Regions from separate parts of the Sus scrofa genome. Here region 1 is linked to region 2. Evidence: chromatin contacts called from public HiChIP or PLAC-seq data. All regions are on one chromosome and are shown on one strand. The core of a region is the stretch at or near the end of the contact, and the rest is flanking DNA. Distances in the headings are between cores, read along the strand shown. Region 1 holds the start of ALG5 (ALG5, dolichyl-phosphate beta-glucosyltransferase). Region 2 holds the start of SPG20 (spartin).

Region 1 (3,688 bases), core at 511-3,010, 470 kb after region 2:
ATGTCCATTGATGGATGAATGGATTAAGAAGATGTGGTACATATATACAATGGAATACTACTCAGCCATAAAAAGGAATGAAATAATATCATTTACAGCAACATGGATGCAACTAGAAATTATCATACTAAGTCAGAATGAGAAAGATAAATACCATATAATATCACCAATATGTAGAATCTAAAACATGGCACACATGAACCGATCTATAAAACAGAAACAGACTCACAGACTTAGAGAACAGACTTGTGGTTGCCAAGGAGGAGGGAGAGGGAGTGGGATGGACTGGGAGTTTAGGGTTAGAGACAGAAACTATTACATTTAGAACGGATAAGCAATGAGGTCCTACTGTATAGCACAGGGAACTATATCCAGTCTCTTGGGATAGACCATGATGGAAGATAATATAAGAAAAGGAATATATATATATATAAATATATTACATATATATATGACTGGGTCACTCTGCTGTACAGCAGAAATAGGCACAACATTGTAAATCAACTATACTTTAATAAAATAAAGTGTTTTTTTTAAAGTATTTCCAAGACAATCTCATAACATACACATTTAAATACGTGCAAGAGTCAACATTAGGCAGATTCAATTTAGGATTCTGTCAAACTCTGCCCCATCCTAAAGCTAACCTCCCCCGACTCCCCAAATGTCCATATACTAAGGGCAAAGAGGATTCCTTTCCCACCCAAACACACAAACACTGAAGAAGTCAGGATATATTGCTGTTTCTCTAAACTACTTTTAAGCTGTAAAATTCTGGCAAGATGGCAAAGTGGCCTTCCTAGCAATGCTATCTAGGCTGCCAACTTCAAAGTCAAGGAAGCAGGAACCTCTCCATTCACTAACTAGGTGCCAGAGAGTTGGGGCGGGGTGGTAGAGTAATTCACTTGACGCTTTTTCTACTCCATTTACTAACTAGATGACAGACCCATTCCAAAACACATGGGAGAAAGTTCACTTGGCAACTTTTCTACTACTTTTGGATCAGCAAGTGTTACAATGATTCTGTGTTTCCACCGTAATGGCAAAGAAAATCCGAGCTTAAGTTCTACTGTGTTGCCTCATTTAGAGGCAGCAAACTTAAGGTGTTGAATTCTGGGACATATTGACCCCCAGCATATGGTAACACTGGCCTTGTCTAGGTATTCCTGTGACCCCAGTGGGTCTCCTTAATGCACGAGTCTAACCAATCCCGTAACAGATGGCACTTGTCAGTGCTGCCACCACTTTCTATTTCCTTATCTACATCGGGAAGGGAGAGCCTGCAAAGCAAACATCTGGGGGCTCAAGACCTCCCTGGTGGGGCCAGAACTGCAGCGACTGCAAGGCCGGGAGGAAATGCTGGAGAGGTCGGGACAGACGCGGCGGGCGGCAGAGGGTCCGGAGACTAGGGGGCGAAAGAAGACAGGGTGGGCATGGCCCAGTGAACCCAAGTTCTAGGCTCTGGACACGCAGGGAAATAAAGCTCCAAGATAAAAATAAAGAACGTTAGAAAGATGCGTAAAATTCTAGCAGAAGAAATTCTGGGGTCGGAGCTTAGGTGAAGCATGGTTCAAGGGACACGTCGAAGAACCGGCAGTGCGGAGGAGAGGATGCCTGGGGGCCGAGTCTCCACCCGCACCCGCGTCGGTCCCCAACCCCTCTCCTCACCAGAATTAGGGCTGCGGCCGCCAGCCCCGCGCCAAGCACGGCCAACTGCAGCAGGAGCGGAACCATACTCCATGCCCAGAGGCCGCCGCCGCCCGCCCTCTGCAGCGCCTACACACACGCGGAAGTGCAGCCGCGGGCCCCGCCTCCCGCCCGCAGAGAGGCCGCGCCGGTCGGGCGCCCGCCGCCCACAGCGCCGCCGCGCGGCGAGGCGAGGAATACTTAGCGGTGTGAGAGACGCTCAGTCCTTGCGAGGGGCAGGCGCTCACTCAGTTCCACAGTAGCAGGGTTGCCAGATTTAACAAATAAAAGTACAGGATATCCATTTAATTTGAATTTCAGATAAGCAACGAATCGTTTTATTTAACAGCATTATTAAAATACAACTCACATACCATACAATCCACACATTAATTTTTTCAAACTCTGATAATGTAAAACATAAAATTTGGCACTCTATACACTTTACGTGTACACTACAACGACATTAATTGCATTTACAATTTCTTTCAACCATCGTCACTATTTCTAAAACTTTCCCAGTTATTCCCCAGCTTCTGGTAGCAACTAATCAAGTGAAAATTTTTTCTTGTACCCACAGTAACAAACTACTCTTTATCTGACATTCAAATTGAGTTGGATGCCCTGTATTTTATCTGGCAACCCTATCTAAGAGGGAGGTGTAGGTCTTGAACCATGACACAGTCTACAACAAAACTGCTCCTTTGGAGCCCGGTCAGGTTGCTTGGTGCGGATAAGGAGCGAGCAGAAAATTTAGGTGATTCTTCCGTGCTGGAGCAGGGAGGACTTTACCTGGGAGGAGGCAAGCCCAGGGCCCAGTCAAGAAGGGGGCGGGAAAAGGATGCTGAAACACTGGAGTAATGCTCCACACTCAAATACTTGATCCTCTGATGTAAGGTAGGTTTTCTCCTGAGTCTTGAACTACCACAGTTTCTAAACAGACACTGGTCACTTCTCTAATAGCCGATTCGTCAAAACACGCCAAAAGCAAGGAAACCTTGAAGGGCGTCTGGCTAGTGGCGGTCGAAGGGAAGGCATGCAGGAAACAATCCCCGCCCCGCCTGGCTTAGCTCTCCCCCATTGTACTCTGCCTTCCAGATACCAGGCAGCAGAAAGGCACAAACAAACATCAGTGTTGAAAGTGCCGCGGCGGAGCAGCTGCGCGGGCCAGAGGTGAGGCGATACCCAGGCGCAGGCGCAGGCGCAGGCGCAGGCGCAGGCGCGCGGGCGGGAAGATGGCGGCCGGGTTCAAGTGAGTGTGGCTGCACGGCGGGCGGGAGTTCGTATCCTAGCGGATTGCAGCTTCATTTACTCTTTAGGTGGGATTTTTCTCACCGAGAGACCATCCCACCGGACGCCCACTTCCTTCCATCACGGAAGTAGGCGACGGGCGGGAGGACTGGAGGGGGTCGTAGTGAAAGGAACGGGGGCGTCCTCCCCCAGTGAGGCTGTGCTGGAAGGACTGTGTGGCGTTGCAAGCGCTGCAAGCGCTGCAAGCGCTCTGGCTTGGTGTGTAGCGACATGCAGCCCAGGAGACGTTGGGAATCTCCTAAAAAGTGTTCCGCCCGGGCCACATGCCACCCTGCTCTCTCTCTCTCTCAGTCTTCCGTAGTTTACTTTTGAAAGCTTTTGTGCCTTACTCGGAAGGTTTTAGGTGTTTTTAGTGCCACTCTGGAGAAGCCTATACATTTTTCTTTTCAGAGTCTAGTTTTAAGTGGATAAAAGAAATGGAATTCCAAAGAAAACCAATTATATTGAAACAGTTGTCTATTTGTATATAAACTCCAAGTTTATGGCATAGTGAGATAGATCTGTTTTAGAATTAACTTTCTTAAACAGGGTTTAGTGGGGAGTCTAGTATTTCGAAGTAACATGAGTATTACATATATCTTCGACAACTACAAAGTGATAACGAAAACATTTGCTATCTGTGGTTGTTAAAGTCGCAGGTACGGCTCATAATGGTTTACTACCTAGTCATAATTGAAGAATATGCTGAATT
Region 2 (3,555 bases), core at 413-2,912:
AAAAAAAAAAAAAAAAAAAAGAAAGAAAAAGCAAAAGCAAGAGGTAATTTCCCTCCAACACCTCTATGTAACTGTCACTGCCTCCCGTAGCATCCCACCCTATTCTGGCTTGCTAGAGGAACTATGCACAGTGACATTTCAGAAAACCCCAGAGGTAAGAGACAACACCTGTAAGAGAAAAGCTTCCTGTTTCAAACAGGTTTCATATAAAGTTACCAAACGAGGTCCGTTACTGTAAAAGAGAGAGAATCAAAAAATAGCTCCATTTATAATCGGGGACATTCTTAAGGTGCCCTTTCGCCTTTCCGTTTGTTCTGCTTTTGAAAATTTCAAAGAAAACTGTTGAATTCCTAAGTACCTAGGGCCCGTATTTCACAGGCAACAACAATCTGGACGGCACACTCATTCAATTAACAACACAATAAAGCGAATACCGAGTGACCTCCAGACAAAGAGTAAAGCAGTTAATTACAACTACAGAGCGGAAAACTGGGCCAATCCTAGAGTAACGCAATAATGCCGAGTCACGAAACTGCGCACTCCCAGCGAAACTTTTCCTAGACACAGAGTAAATCGGAGGCAACCTCTGCAGTGCTCAGCCCCTAACAAACGTGAACGACCGTATTCGAAAGAGTAAAATCGCGCGCTATCCATTCCCGAAGTTGTTGACCTTTCTGTAACGAAAGGCTGCCGAACTTCCACGAAAGCTGGAAGCGCTAGGAGAGGCTGAATAATCGCTGCGGTTTTCCAAGGTAGGGAAAACAGCGGGGGCAGAACAGCAGAAAGGGTCAACACAGAAGCTCAGGTAGGAGGACGCAGATCCACGGGGAAGGCAGCGCTCTCCATCCCAACAGTAAATAGGAAGCGGGGCGGTGGGGGGGGGGGCGTCCTACGGAGCTGACGGTTCCGTAAATACAGAAGCTGGGGGCTGACAACGAACAGCTTAAACTAGTCTCTCCCACAGTAGCTCCCTTCCACGAAAGTTTCATCTGAGACTTGGATGAGGTCCCGCAGCCTTCTCCGCCCTTCTGGGCCCTCCAGCCCGCGGGCCCTGGGCGCTCCCGCCACCCGCCCGCCTTGGGGTCCCGCTCAGCGGCGACTTCCTCCCGCCGGCCGCCGCCCACCTGTGCCTGACAGGCCTCGGGCGCCTCGGCGCCGCCAGCAGAGTTCCCCGCCTGGCGGCCGCAGCCCACGGCCCTCTCCCTCCGACGCGGCGCGGCCGCCAAGCGATCTGCGGAGTTGCCCAAAGTTCTCGGCGCCCCGCAGGCGCGCGCCCGCACGCCCGCACTGACAAAGCGTTCGGAGCCGCGCGCTGCGGAGCGCGCCACGTCACGCGCCCGCGCCGCCCCGCCCGCCGGCTCCCGCGTGACCTGAGCGCGAGCGCACGGCCCCCGCAGCTGGGCCTTCACGTGACGCCCACTGGGGCCTCTGCCCCTGGGGCCTGTCACCGCGTGCCCCCGCCCCCAAGTTCTGTCCACTCTGACCTTCCATGTGGTCTCTGGGGAGACGTCAGTCCACCTCGAACCCCAGAGTCACTGTAAAACTCCGAGAGGAGAAAAGAGCGAGGGCAGCAGGCCCGGGGAGAACCACGTGAGCCAGCGGGCTCAGCGCGGACCCCAACCAGGGTCTCCCGGCCACGTCGACAGCCCTCGCGCTTGCGCAATGTCTTTCCTTCCCCGACCCCAGGCTGCAGGAGGGACAGGGCGAGAGTGGTGGGCGGAGAGCGCTGTGGCGGCTAGGGGGAGCCTTGAGGGCCGGAAGGCTAAAAAATATTAAATTCCTGACGCCTAAGGATAAATAGCAAGTGGCTAATACCATTTATGATTATGGGAAGCTAAAAGGGGAAAATCAAAGTGTACATATTCTCCGTTTCTTCTAAAGTTATTTGAAATTAGTAAAATACTATAGATGTGTGGACAGGCATGTAGCCTGCTTTTCCAGTTCTGCAAGAATCAAGCCAGCGCCCACAAGAGCCCGGAGAGGATCCAGTTCAGAACGGAGAAAAACGCAAAGTGGTTTGCGCTTTGGCTACTGGCCCTAGGTAGTTAATATGCATAGCTAAGGAATAATGAGCTCAGACTCATCTATCATCTCATACATAGAAAAGCACTAACATCAGAAACTTTAAATGTCTTTTCTTTGTGCTTAGCAGTAATCTTTTGATATTCTATTGTTTTTAAATTAAAAACAAAAACAAACAAAAAAAACAAGCTCAGGAGTTCCATTGTGGCTCAGTGGAAACCAATCTGACTAGCATCCATGAGGACGCAGGTTTGATACCTCGTCTTGCTCAGTGGGTTAAGGATCCTGTGTTGCCATGACCTTCAGAGTAGGTCGCAGATGTGCCTTGGATCTGTATTGCTGTGGCTGTGGTGTAGGCTGGCAGCTGCAGCTCCGATTCAACTCCTAGCCTAGGAACTTCCATATGCCACCAGATATAGCCCGAAAAAGACCAAAAAAAAAAAAAAAAAAAGAAAATACAACCTACAGACTATGAGAATGTATTTTCAAATCACCACATTTTACTTGTATTTCAGATATATAAAGAACAGGAGTTCTTGCTGTGGCACAAAGGGATCAACTGCGGCTTGGGAGCCCTGAAATGCAGGTGTGATCCTGGTGCAGCACAGTAGGTTAAAAATCCAGTGTTGCCACAGCTGCGGCTTAAGTTGCACCTGTGGCTCCCATCTGATCCCTGGCCCAGGAACTCCATATGCTGTGGGGTGGCCAAAAAGAAGAAGGAAAACAAAACAGCAACAACAACAACTATATGTGTGTGTGTGTGTGTGTGTGTGTGTGTGTGTGTATCCCTTAAAACCTAATAATTAACAAGGTAATTAATCTAATTTTATATTAATTATAATATAATAATTATAGTATATATACAGGCAAAGAATTTGAAAAGACATTTCTCCAAAAATATAATAATGGTTCAGAAAGCAGATGAAAAGATTCTCAATGTCATCAGTCTTTAGAGAAGTTCAAATAAACACAATGAGATATCATTACCCTCTAGAAAGGTTGCAATAAAAAGACACTAACAAGTGTTGTACAAGAATGTGGAGAGGTGCTGGGGTTAAGGATCTGACGTTGTCACTGCAGTTGCTTGAGTAACAGCTGTGGCTCAGGTTCACTCCCTGGCCCGGGAAATTCCACATGCCAAGGGTGAGGCCAAAAAAAAGGAAGTTATTCACAGATGAATTATATGATGCAGTTGGATTGTGTAGACATGTTTTCATTTCACTTGGTTCAAAAAAATCATATGATGCTGCTGTTATAAAACCTTTTCCTATTTAGTTAGTTTATTTAGGTGGATAGAATTTCTCAGTTTTCATATCTATAAATATTAAAATTGAAATAGAATGGATGCTGAATTCTCTCTTGTTCTGAAATAGAATACATAGAATACAAGTACTTGTACACACATACAAAGTGTACAAGTATACTTGACAGAAATATTCATAGCAACATTATTTAAAATAGCCAAAAAGTAAAAACAACCTATATATCAATCAACCTTGATATATAGGAACTTTGAAAATGTGGTATGTCCAT

The links. HiChIP or PLAC-seq counts read pairs in DNA pulled down with a chosen protein or histone mark.
Region 1: an H3K27ac HiChIP or PLAC-seq map of alveolar macrophages shows a contact between it and region 2. The contact joins the promoter of ALG5 here to the promoter of SPG20 in region 2. A contact is called at or near these places in 3 of 5 promoter capture datasets (fetal liver, fetal skeletal muscle and liver) and 2 of 2 datasets of contacts at active chromatin or transcription factors (alveolar macrophages and skeletal muscle).

Annotation. Positions count from the first base shown.
Region 1 is chr11:12,814,209-12,817,896 of Sscrofa11.1, forward strand. It overlaps ALG5 (ALG5, dolichyl-phosphate beta-glucosyltransferase), which reads right to left and starts at 1,761. Exons shown (of 10, transcript NM_001244320.2): 1 at 1,669-1,761. The coding sequence starts at 1,734. EXOSC8 (exosome complex component RRP43) reads left to right here and starts at 2,873. Exons shown (of 11, transcript XM_021065264.1): 1 at 2,873-2,938. The coding sequence starts at 2,922.
Region 2 is chr11:12,344,564-12,348,118 of Sscrofa11.1, forward strand. SPG20 (spartin) reads right to left here and starts at 1,663. Exons shown (of 11, transcript XM_021065568.1): 1 at 1,485-1,663. The coding sequence starts at 1,491. It overlaps LOC110255803 (a long non-coding RNA gene), which reads left to right. Exons shown (of 5, transcript XR_002336656.1): 1 at 1-752; 2 at 2,538-2,833.